Regions from separate parts of the Oryctolagus cuniculus genome. Here region 1 is linked to region 2. A link is a contact called in public Micro-C data. All regions are on one chromosome and are shown on one strand. The core of a region is the stretch at or near the end of the contact, and the rest is flanking DNA. Distances in the headings are between cores, read along the strand shown.

Region 1 (5,987 bases), core at 1,089-3,588, 170 kb before region 2:
GCGCCACCTTGGCGCTTACTTCTGTAGGGTGAATGTCAAAGCTGCAGGAGCGCGTGAGGGGGCTAAGATATTTTTCATGCAACTTTTCAAACCCATACTCTAGTTTGCTATCCATTAAAACGAAAAAAAAAATTAGTTAAAAAAAATGAAAAGGGCAGCAGGGTTAGTATCATTAAGCTTCCAGAAGTATTCAGCGTCACGGCGCTGCTCTGAAACAGGCTCGTTTTCTCAGATCTGCCTGCACCTCCCAAATCACCTGCACATCCCAGGCTTTAAAGTAGGAACGCTCAGCAAACATTGCCCCCGCGGGCCAATCAAAGGTTAGTGTAGGGGGAAACGGTCAGTTGGGAATTACAGCTAAGTTCAATTGTTAAATGCTCTGGAAATTCATATTCGTCATCTGAAAGCACAAAAGAACAGAAAGGGAGGTAAGAGTTTTGCTGAGGAAGTGAAACCATGCATTTCCGCTAGTTCTCTTTCTGCTCCCGTCAGAGGGTGAGCAGTGAGTTGGAGCAGCTGCTGCAACTCTGCCATGTCAGGTCGCATGACTACCGGGGTGCCCGGCTGAGCCCGGACAGGCATCTCCGCAGGGGCTTTAGCGCGTATGCTTCTTGCTTACATCACTAAGCGGCTAAATGGTTATTAGCACTGTTCTGCTCTATGATAAACATGCAGAAGAGTCAATCTAGCTAACGTGTTTTCTAATGGCAGCTGGCGCGAAATGAACTTTGCTGCACCGTTTGCTTCTTGCTAAATCCTAGTGTGATCACGATGTGCCTTTATTGGAGAAACACTACTGTAAAATGGCAGAAAAGACAGAAGGAGCAACTTCAAACAGGTGGAAGGCCACTCTTTCCCTATTGATGGTGTAGGGCAGAGTGCAAGGACACAAAGAACATGATTCAACTTCCATTTTACAGCACAGGAGCCCCTGGCAAGTTACAGCTTTTTGGCACAGTCGGGGCAGTACACTTGCTCCTGGTGAAAGACAAAGCGCTTGTTGGCCAGATTCACGGAGCATTTTTTGCAGTGGAAGCAGTAGTCGTGCCAGGATTGTCCTTCATAGGCCACCACACTGGCGCCTTTACCAAACCCTGTGGAAAAACAAAAGAGAACAAGAGAGACAGCTGCATGAATCAAGGTGAGGAAGCCGCGACTGCGAGAGATAAAAGGACGACTTGCCCCCGTCGCAGAGCCGCAAGCACACAGAGCCAGTGTCTGCCCAGCTCCCAGCAACCGCCCCCCCAACTCCACCGCGCACTGTCCCCCATGCCGCTACACCGCCGCTGTCCCCCGCGCCGCCACTGTCCCCCATGCCGCCGCCGCAACCCTGCTACGGCTCCCCAGGACCTGAGAAGATGCCGGAGCTCAGCCAAAGGCTTCCCTGATTTAAAAAACCCACGTTCCCACGCCACCACTATCGCCCTAAGTCGCGCACGGACCTCCCAGCATAACCAGTTTCTTTGATTTAGGTCAGGGCCATGGCATCAAAGTGGCCACCAGGAGGCAAACTTGGGCTGTTTGTAGGGTGTGCACTTACCGGGCCTCGAGGAGCTGCTAAGCTTCGATTTTTTCTATAAAGAACCACCACCCACGAGGGACAAGTCCTCTCTCCACCCGGATGCCTGCCCCGGAGGTTGGCGCTGGGAAACAGGGTGAGAGGCAAGCGTTTCCCGTGGCACACTGGGGGCTTCCTAGCTTTAGAGACTGGGTGGCTCACTCTTGACACAGTCCTTTTCCCTGAGGATGGCAAAAGTCTTCTCAAATGTACATTTCAAGGCTCCCCGGGGGAGATGGGAACATTGGAGGCAGGGGAAAGGGCCCAGGGCACGTGGATCGCGGCCGCGAGATGAGGAATGAAGTGATTAGCTTTGTTTCTGATCGCAAAAACAAAAAAAATTAAAAAAAAAACCCTGCCAACAGGCACCCCTGAGCTAGCCCTTCAGCTACGGGGTGTTAGAATCCCAGGTTATGGCTCCCCAGCCTGGCCCTCCCCCTCCCCCCTCCTCCAACCCTTCCTCCTCCCCTTCTCTCCCCCCACTCCCTCTCCTCAAAAATCTCCTCCCCCTGAACCCACCCCTCTGAATCCTCCACTCCCAACCAGCAATCCTCCCCATCCCACCTCCAGTCTTTCCCCACCCCCACCCCCACCCCCACACAGTGCACTGCCTGCCTGTGGCCCGATGGGTCTCAGGCTTGTGAATTCGCGGCCTTGTTAGTTAGTCAGCAGTAGTTGGGAAGTGTTCTGTATTGCGAAGGCTAACTTGGCTTGATGGGAGATCCAAACTATTTGGGGGCCTTTGGGACCACAATGACAGGGGGAGAAGGGCATTCTGTGGGGCCTTTGTGGATGAAACCGACGACATAGGAAAATGAGAGATGGTTACCATGCGCAAAACCTAGCCTGGCAGACTTAGCAAGGACTCTTTAAGCCTACCAGTGATGGGGTTCTTGCATCCAGCACACTTCTTGGCCACAAAGTTCTTGTAGCAATCCACGCAGTAATACTGGTCCTCCACAGCGGTGAAACGCTGCCCAGCCAGCTTCTTAGAGCAGGTAACACACACAAAGCAATCGGCATGCCAGGGCTGATCCTGGTAAGTGATTCCTCCAGATGTGATGGCCTAGACCAGGGAGTGTAGCACCGGATTCAGATTCAACAACCTTTCTGTTGAATGCCTACTATGTGCCAGGCACTGTGCTGGGCGCTTTGGTAGACAGTATCTCATTTAATCGCCACAACAGCCATGGGAGGCGGGGGCTATTATTATCCCCGAGTTACAGATGAAGACACTGAGGCCTGCAGGAGAGCCCCTTTGCGAGGTCACACAGCAACTGAGCAGTAGAGGCAAGCCTCTGGAGCCAGGTTGTGTGGCTCAGAGTTCTGTGCAAACCGCCCGCGCCAGCTCAGTGAGGGTGCACCCTCACAGCCCGACTGGGCCATGACACTTTGTAATCCCTACAGTCTCCTCATCTGTGAAACGAGACTAATAATAATTCCTACGTCACAGGGCTGTCGTGAGGATGGAATGGGATAGTGTGTGTGCAAGTGCTCTGCAAACTGTCAGACACTTCTCGAAACAAGTCAGCAAAGAACTCCCTGGAAAACGTACCTTGTTGCACTTCACGCAATGCTTCGCAAACTTGGTCTCGTGGCAAGTCACGCAGTAGAAGTCCTCCCCTTTAGGGAAGAAGCTTCCAGTCCCGATGACTTGCTTGCAGTTGCTGCAGGTGAAGCAGTCCTTGTGCCAGATGGTCCCCTTGTACTCCACGTTTTGATCTCCTGCAGGGGGAAACAACCAGATAGCCCCACTGACAGGCTCTGCAGGGGGCTGCATCCACTCAGCTCCCCCTCCCCCAGCCCTCCAGAGGTGAGGGGATGCAGGCCCTGCAATCAGTGGCCTCCTGCCCCCCAAGTCACCTACCCAGGTGCTACTTGCGCTACTGCCAACCCAGGATTCTGTCGTGGGCGGGGCCCCCCACAGTGTTTTAGGACAAGATGGCTGACTCCCAGTTCCCCCACCTCTACAACCCTGTGTGGATGCAGAGACTCCACGGGGAGCTGCCTGACCCACAATCACGTCCTGACCAAGCCGCATGCTCTGATCCCTTTCTACACCCAAATGAGAAAGCGCTACCTACTTTTCACTTCCTTCTCTTGCCACAGGCTGTTCTCGCCAGTGTTCTTAGTCTCCGAGTGTGTGCGTGTGTGCGAGCATATATGTGTACGCATACATATGGGCATGTATATGTGTACATATATATGCTAGAACCTCAAAGCAGCTCACAGCAAACGTTAGCCCCACTGTGACAAGCCATCCTGCATCACGTCTGCCCGCAGGGCCTCCTCCCTGGCAGCCCGGAGTGGAACGGGAACAGTACCTGCCACGATGGCCTTGAAACAGCCCTTGCACTTGGGGGAGTCCTCACGAGTGGCGCACTTGTTGCAGTAAATCTTGTTGTCCTTGGCCACAAAGGTCTCACTAGCCAAGGAGCGAAGGCACTTGGCACAGCGGAAGCAGGTGTCGTGCCAGTATCGGTTCTTATAGTGCACCTCCTGGAAACCAAGAGGAACAGGCAGACCACTGAGAGCATGGCCAGGGTCCCTGGCAGTGGCTGAATGCCTCGGGGCTGACTCCTGAGATCACACAGTCCTTTATAACTGGGAGTAGCCGGAGGTGGCTGCTCTACGTTCTAGTCCCAGCACCCCGCACCCCCACCCCGCAGAACAGCACACAAAGGCTTGAGCAATGGAAAGGGGCTGCCACAAGGCCTCAAGATGGCTGCAGTGACAAGAACTAATGACAGGCAGCTGCTGTCCTACTTGCACGGAAAGCCCAGCCTGTCCTGACTGCATGTGAGGACAACCGTTACCTTGGAGTCCGCACCAATGGGCTTGCGGCATTCTGCACAGGTGTTGGCACAGAACTTGTCAAAGCACTTCAGGCAGCAGTGGTGGCCATCCTTCTGCACGTACTTCTTCCCCTGCAAAGGGTCCCTGCAGTAGTGGCAGTCAAACTTCTCAGCCATGGTGCCTACCTTGTAGCTCGAGGGACCTGTGGGAGCAAGTGAGCAGAACAAATGACCTCCAGAAATGCTGGGGCACTCTGCCGCCTGGATTCCCAGAGGCAGCTGGGCAATGCTGTGTGTGAGGTCAACAAGTCCATGGGGTATGGGGACCAGGGCCCACTTCCCCCTGGAGCCCAGCTGGCCACCAGGTGCTAAGGCAACAGTCACTTCCTTATGACTCGTGAGAAGGAAAGTGCCTCCAAAGTCCAGTTCCCCAAGGCCCAGAGGCCAATGGCTAGTGACTCCCTGGGGAGAGAGCAGAAATCCCTGCTTGGATCTACCACTGTGCTATTTCACAAGGCGGCACAGAGGGTTACAAAGAGATTAGCTCTTGGTGTTGGCTGGACCATGGAACCACCGGACACAGATTCTGGGAGGTGCAGTTGCCGTGAGCAGCGACATGAACGAGTGGAGTGTGATGGAGCAGGCCAGAAGGGAATAATTCAGTTTCCACAGAGGAAGGGCACTGGGCAGAGGTCAAAATGGCAGTGGGAAAGCGAGCCAGGCATGCCGTCCACACCAAGCAGCTCCCCAGCATACATACTCCAGTGCTGGCAGCCTGGAAGAGGAGGCAGACACTGTGATGGCTGCCCACCATGATCCCGTGTGTGTGTGTGTGTGTGTGTGTGTGTGTGTAATGTTGGGGGAGGATTGTTAACTTCTAATGGCTTCCCTTTTCTGCTATCTACAAAAGTCTAGTCATCCAAACAAAAACTTACAGCTGAGTGTACTGTGCCAGGCACACAGGCAATCCTAATTTGTAAAGATGTTTGAATTCACTTAAAATCTGGCAGAAAAGTCTTTAATTCCAGAATGGTCTCTAAAAAGTTCTGTCCAGGAGAGTTTATTGACTTTATAAACATGGCACACTGGGCTGACACTGGCAAGTTCCACAATTGCGAGATAGCTGCCACCGTGATAGGTGCTTTTGTGACATACTAAAATCCAATCCGTCTTGGATCCACTAAGTGAGTATCCATCTATTTTATTCACTGAAGTGTTACCCTATGAGATATTTCCTGTTTTTCAAAAAAACTGCAATTTTAAGGTATCCATGGGGGAAAAATGACTTTTTAAAAAAGAGTTAAGCTGACTATTCCATGAATCCCTTCCAACTGCTTCCAACTCCCACTCCCCAGCCCGCCCGCCCCACACTGTGAAGCTAGACACTGGGTCTGCGCAGCCCGAAGTACTGCCTAGGCCGTCAAGTCACTTCCTACAGAATCCTGCCAGCACCAAGGTACCAAGCCTGAGTTTCTGTGAGCTCTTAACGTCTTTAGACATATGCTATTTTGTTTCTTTTCCGCTGAAAAAGAAATTTACACGGGTAAACACACACCAATTATTTAATTTGTACAGGACAAGAACTGAGACTAGTTCCTCCGACTATCCACAAACAGGGTTCCCGTGCCAGCAAA
Region 2 (6,443 bases), core at 2,039-4,538:
TTTTTAAAAGGCATTATTTAAGCAGGTTATAGACTATAACAATACTCAAAGTATATATAGCTATGAGGAAGACTCACAACAGGACAAGAAGGAAATTTTGTGACCAAAAAAAAAAAAAACATTAGCTACCAATAGCATTCTGAATGAAGAGGGGGACTTTCAGTTTTTGGAATGTCAGAGGGTAAAAGGCATATTCTTGAAGATTGCAGTATCTGACACTGCTGCTTTCTTATCTCACTCTCAAGTTTTTTCCCTTTTGGAGTCTTTTCTCTTTCACCCCATCAAGTACACTACGAAGAACCAACAAGTACCTTTTTCAGGCGTCAGTACATTAACCAAAGGCCAATAAATATTAAAATTTGCTCAATAAATAAACCCATATAGCAAAGAAAGCATGTCATGCAGGTTCTGGATTCCCTCCACATAGGCAGCTTTTGTACTAACCAGTCCCTACTGGCCTTCTGGCTTTGCACAGACATTTATTTGTATGGGTTTCTTTTTCCACTATACTGTTGGAGAACCAGGAGACTGAAGGTAGGTTTTGTATTCTTCAAGAAAGCAATGGTCAAAACAGTTGCCTACTAAACTGAAGTTACTCATGTTCATACTATAATTTTTTTCTCAATGATCTTATGATCAGCTGGTGCCATAGCTCATTTGGCTAATCCTCCGCCTGCGGCACCAGCACCCCAGGTTCTAGTCCCAGTTGGGGCAGTGGGTACTAGTCCCGGTTGCTCCTCTTCCAGTCCAGCTCTCTGCTGTGGCCCGGGAGGGCAGTGGAGGATGGCCCAAGTGCTTGGGTCTCTGCAACCACATGGGAGACCGGGAGGAAGTACCTGGCTCCTGGCTTTGGATCAGCACAGCGCCGGCCGTAGTAGCCATTAGGGGAGTAAACCAACGGAAGGAAGACCTTTCTCTCTGTCTCTTTCTCACTGTCTATAACTCTTTCTCTCACTGTCTAACTCTGCCTGGCAAAAAAATTAAAAAAAAAGGATACTTATGATCAAAGTTGTACCATATCCGGAAAAGCCAAGCACTCTCTGCTTTGGTAGTTCTCCTTTCATTTTCAGGAACACCCTGCAGACAGGTAATATATAAATCAGTATATAAATCAGTATATACACAAAGATACAACCACATTTATTTAAAACTATCAGAAACAGAATAAGAATTCGTTCCAATGTGGATAATATTAGAAATCTAGTAGCATGGTGCCAGCTCTGTGGTGTAGCGGGTTAAGCCGCCACCTGCAGCACTTGCATCCCATATGGGCACAGGTTTGAATCCCAGCTGCTCCACTTCTGGTACAGGTCCCTGCTGGCGCTCCTGGGAAAGCAGCAGAGGATGACCCAAGTACTTGAGCTCCTGTACCCACACAGGAGACCCTGAAGAAGCTCCTGGCTCCTAGCTTCAGATCGGCCCAGCTCCAACTGCTGTGGCCATTTGGGGAGTGAACCAGTGGATGGAAGATCTCTCTCTCTCTCTCTCTCTCTCTCCCTCCCTCCCTCCCTCTCTCTGTGGGTGTGGGTGTGTGTCTGTAACTCTGTCTTTTAAATAAATCAATCAATCTTAAAAAAGAAATGTAATAGCATGTATTTTTAAGCTTTGGAATAAGAAACTGAAATATTATTCTGAATACCTCTATTACTCAGGTGGCTTGATAATTTGTGACTGTACTGTCATTTTTAAAAATCTGTGTGTAGTAATTCACCTCCTAAATCTGAAAGAGTTCATTCTTCCAGGCACTTTAAATAAGAAACATCACATCAACATCCTTGAGAGTTGTCATGAGTATCAAAAGTAGCCAGTTTTTTCAAAGTTGCTACAATGTTCTTAGAACACTAGCAAAATGAAAACAAGTAGGGAAATTTAGTAAGGCTGACTGGTTAGGAGGGAAAATGAACATAGTAAGCAGGCATCTTTTAAAATAGCTTCCAAAAGTAAATCTATGTCCCTATTTGTAATAGGATGTAGTCAGTAATGCAGTTCTGTGTTTTGGTTCCAGTTTCAGCTCATTAACATTAGTTTATATACATCCTTTTCCCTCTCTGGACCCAAACTTCTTCAGGTATAAAATCTAAGGTTTAGAGACTTCTCAAGGCTGTTCCTAACACCAATATTCACTAACAATGAATAGCTCCACAAATAGCACAGAGTTTAGATGTCCCTCCTAGTCCTCAAAATAAAAGACTCTTTACCCCCAACATGTATCCACACACAGGCAACATAAAAACATCTGAGCACACTGTATAGGCTTACAAGAGCCCAAAACCACCTGAATTGTCGATTACTTTTTCACATCGTTAGGCGTAGTTTGTGTGTCTCCACTGCTGGAAAATCAATTTATCAATAGCTCTCACAGTGGCCTCACCACATGAACACCTGATACCCATACCCCCCATTCCATACTTACTATAATGTTCCTCTGTGCTTCCTAGTGGACATGCAAAATTATTGAGTAAACAGAATAACCAACACATTTAAACAGTTTTTAAGGCAAGCAAAAATTGATGTTTTTCTGTATGTTACAACTGGTACCCATATACCTGGCGCTCTCTCTGTCGCTCCATTTCTCCCCTGTGGTGACAGAGGTGACAGAGGTGGTAGTTTTATACAGACAGTGGTCAAGCATTTGTCTTGTGACCTCTGTGGTGATTTGATTCTTGTTTTGGTACAGGAGTGGAGGCACTGAGGAACCAGTTCCCCTGGGACTCTATTCCTGCAGCATGGCATAACGAGAACTTACCCAGCCTGGTTTGTGCAAGCTTTCAAGCCCATGAAATTCTACTTTAAGGTTCTGACCACAAAAGAGGCATGTACTTACTATATCACATACACACAAATTTACTCATCACTCAACAGCTGACAAAATTAGCGCTTAGGAAATGAACCCGATAAACATTTTTTTGAAACATACCCTAAAGACACATATACTGGGGCTAGCTTCAGTTAAGACAAAGAATTGTGTTTTGAAAGTGTTTTGAGACACTTTCCATTTTCAAAAAGCTACTTTGTGTGAGTTCTCATCTAACATCTAGTACAGTCACGTATTCAGTGGGGCTCAGAAGTCAGTAAAAAAGGGGGATGGAAAATACCAGAAAAGGGTTGTCAGTTCAGAGAGGCAGTCAGTTACACTGCAGTCAGTCCAACAGGCTCAGGTTCACTGAGAAACAGAGACGTGGAAGGAAGGAAGCAAGGAAATGTGGCCAACACTGAGGCACAGAGTAAGAAAGTGTGTTCCCCTAGTACAAGCAGGGAAGACTGGGTCAAGCTCCTAGGCAGTTCTCAAGGGCAGCTGCTGGTCATCCAAACTGAAAGTTATACAGGAAGAGCAGCTGGAGTGAGGCTTACATCAGAGACAAGGCTTCATGCGCACACCAAAGTGGAAAAAGGCTCCTCGTGCCAGAGCAGTCACTTGAAAACCCAGAAGCACTTAACAGACTACTCTCCTCTGGGGCAAAGGCCAGGATGGTGCACAGATAGGAAAGGTATCACCTTTGATATCCACATGCCACCTAAAATTTGGTTCTGTCTGTATAGCGCAGTGACAAATGCCAGGAATGATGTAAGTTAAAAGCTGAGGCAAACAGCTTAGGATCTAAACAGTAGTGTGAAGTCTACCGTAGAATGTTTTCTTTCCAAATGACCACACATTCAACAGAAATGCCAGGGACAACACAAATGCATATTTACCAAATGTTCTTGGTCTGAATCAACACCAACCCTAAAGGAAAAAACACAAAGAGCAAATGAGATTTTGAAACCATGAAAAGGTCTATCTACAAAAGTATACTTGGCCAGCAACTACCATTCCCAACACAGAAGCTATGTAGAACAGTTAATAGCTTCTTGCTTCTCTGCTGTTGTCGATGTAGATTTTTGGCTCCTGCTACTTTCCTTAGCAACAGCTTGGATTCTAAGGCAAGCAGAGTATACTAATGATCCTCTTGCTGAAATCTCACTACTGGTTTCAGAAAAACAACATTTTCTTCCCTGAATTTAAGTCTACTTTAAGCAGACTCAGGGAGAACACTGCCTCTACTGCTGAATAAGAATGACTACGTAGATCTAAAATCAAGGCTGCCACAATGGAATTCTGGGAGGGTGCTGCATGTTTTCGGACCTTGGCACTCTCATGGCAACATTCTGTTATGACGACTGAAGAGAGGGTCCAATTACAATTTTCCCATTGAATAGACAGACATTAGTCTTGGTTCTTCATAATTTAAAAATATGTTTTCCATAGCCCAGGAAAGAACTTCATTAAGAAATTCTCTTTGGATCTGTGATTGTGGTGAAGCAGGTTAAGCTGCCACCTACAAGCCAGCATCCCATATTACAGTGTTGGTTTGAATCCCAGCAACTCTGATTCCACTCTAGCTCCCTGCAAATGTGCCTGGGAAATCAGCAGAAGATGGCACAAATACTTGGGCCCCTGACATTCACATGAGAGACCTGGATGGAGTTCCAGGCTCCTGGCTTTGACTTGGCCCAGCCCCAGTTGTTGTGGCCATTAATGGAGTGAACAAGCAGATGGAAGATTTCTTTCTCTCTGTCTCTCTCTTTCTCTGTTGTTCTGCCTTTCAAATAACAAACAAATCTCTTTTTAAAAGGGAGGGGGTAGTGTGGCACATCAGGTTAAGTCACCACATACAGCGTCAGCATCCCTATCAGAGTGCTGGTTCCAGTCCCAGCTGCACTGCTTCCAATCCAGCTCTCTGCTGATGCGCCTGGGAAAGCAGCAGAAGATGGCCCTACGTTGGGCGCCTATCATCCATATATGGGAGACCCAGATGGAGTTCCTGGCTCCTGGCATCAGCCTGGAACTGAGAGTTCCCAGTCCTAGCCACTGTGGCCATTTGGGGAGTGAAACAGTGAATGGAAGAACTCTTTGTCTTTCCTCTCTCTGTCACTCTTTCAAATAAACAAAATAAATGTTTAAAAAGATAATTAAAAGTTCTCTTAGACACCTTTGTAGCCCTTAAACACAGGAATTATCAACTGTTCTTTCTTCCTCTGTTTCTCAGGTGTTTTCTCTCCTGGCCATCCCAGGCACTCCAGGGCAGGGACTCATTCTGACTCACAAAGTCAGCTGCATAAGGTTCTCCTAGCTGCCCGGCTTCCAAAGAGCTAGCTTCTAAAGCACAGAACTCACTGGGTTCCTCCTTTGACAACACTCTGAGGGTGGCTTACATCCCACAGGGCCAAATCTGTAGGTCTTTATGTGGCACTCAAGACTCTGTATAAAACGAGAGCCTCCTCACTGCAACACACCTTGGTACACTCACTTCCCCAAATTCTCTCTACATTCCTTATACTAGTCATATTCATCCACCCCTCTCCTCAGACCTGTCCTCCCCTGAGCTTCCATGCCTTTGGGCTGCTATTCCCTCAGCTGACATGAGCTTGCCTTCAATTTTCTGTCCTACTTGTTTTTCAAGTTCCAATATTTCTATGTCCCACCAAGCAGAATCATTTTGTCCTCTGTGCTTTCACAGCACTTCCTAGAGTTCTTTCTTAAAATGCTTAGTATAGTAGAGTTATTTACCTGTCAGTCTCCCCAAAAAGACTGTGAGCTCCTTGAGGGTAAAGGCCATGTCTCAATTCATCTCTGTATCCCCAGAGTCTAGCACAGTACCTGACACACAATAGGTGCTCAAAAGTTTATCTATTAAGTTAAGTACTGCAGACAACACAGAAAAAACAGCAGCATGAGAAGCTGTACCAGTAGCATCCCAGAATACAATTAACACCACAGGGGGAAAACTGGAAGACAAGGGAATCACAGTCAGGTATTTGGAAACAGAAGGCCATGACCAGATTCATAATCCAAAGAAAGGCTCATTTTTTTCTTTGTTAAAATGGCCAAGAAGCTGTTTAATATCTTCTTAGTCACATCAAATGCTAACATCATCTATGCATCTCAAGTGACATCTAGTGGTCTTGCAGAAAGCACACTTGTAATACTTAGATGGAACATTATCAGAAGCCAGTGCAATTGAATAACATTTATAGAGCACTTATTATTTGCCAGGCACTGTACTAGGCACAGGGCATAGACATGAATTAAACATGGCCCCTGTACTCCAGGAGCTCAGAGACCAGTGAGGGAAACGGACAGAACTACAGCATAATCCCTAAGGACTCGCTATCAGAGAGTACTGTGTTCAAATCTGGACTCAACTGGCTTTGGCTGTGAGAACTCAGCCAAGTTATGCAGCCCTATGAATTGCAATCCCATCACCTAGAAAACGGGGCTAATATCCACCAGAGTTGCTACAAGGACTAAATGAGAAAAGGTATTAAAATATTGTAGGGGGCCGGCGTTGTGGTGTAGCAGGTAAAGCTGCCACCTTCAATGTCAGCATCCCACATGGGTGCTGGTTCCAGTCCCGGCTGTTCCACTTCCAATCCAGCTCTCTGCTATGGCCTGGGAAAGCAGA

What was found. Hi-C and Micro-C count contacts between places; a contact is called where the count stands out from the background.
Region 1: a Micro-C map of ear pinna shows a contact between it and region 2, with 5 times the contacts expected there. The contact joins two enhancer-like sites. A contact is called at or near these places in 4 of 6 Hi-C or Micro-C datasets (ear pinna, embryonic fibroblasts, psoas muscle and 1 more).

Annotation. Positions count from the first base shown.
Region 1 is chrX:114,019,867-114,025,853 of mOryCun1.1, reverse strand. FHL1 (four and a half LIM domains 1) reads right to left here. Exons shown (of 7, transcript XM_070066941.1): 3 at 4,375-4,556; 4 at 3,883-4,057; 5 at 3,114-3,283; 6 at 2,438-2,624; 7 at 1-1,094. The coding sequence starts at 4,530. The coding sequence ends at 940. Among named protein-coding and RNA genes, the nearest start is that of MAP7D3, 43 kb to the left of the region's middle. Within about 2 kb of position 2,338, at least 1 of the 8 cell types and tissues checked has an H3K27ac peak or open chromatin away from gene starts, as enhancers often do.
Region 2 is chrX:113,854,271-113,860,713 of mOryCun1.1, reverse strand. SLC9A6 (solute carrier family 9 member A6) reads right to left here. Exons shown (of 17, transcript XM_070066929.1): 14 at 3,694-3,724; 15 at 998-1,077. Among named protein-coding and RNA genes, the nearest start is that of SLC9A6, 43 kb to the right of the region's middle. Within about 2 kb of position 3,288, at least 1 of the 8 cell types and tissues checked has an H3K27ac peak or open chromatin away from gene starts, as enhancers often do.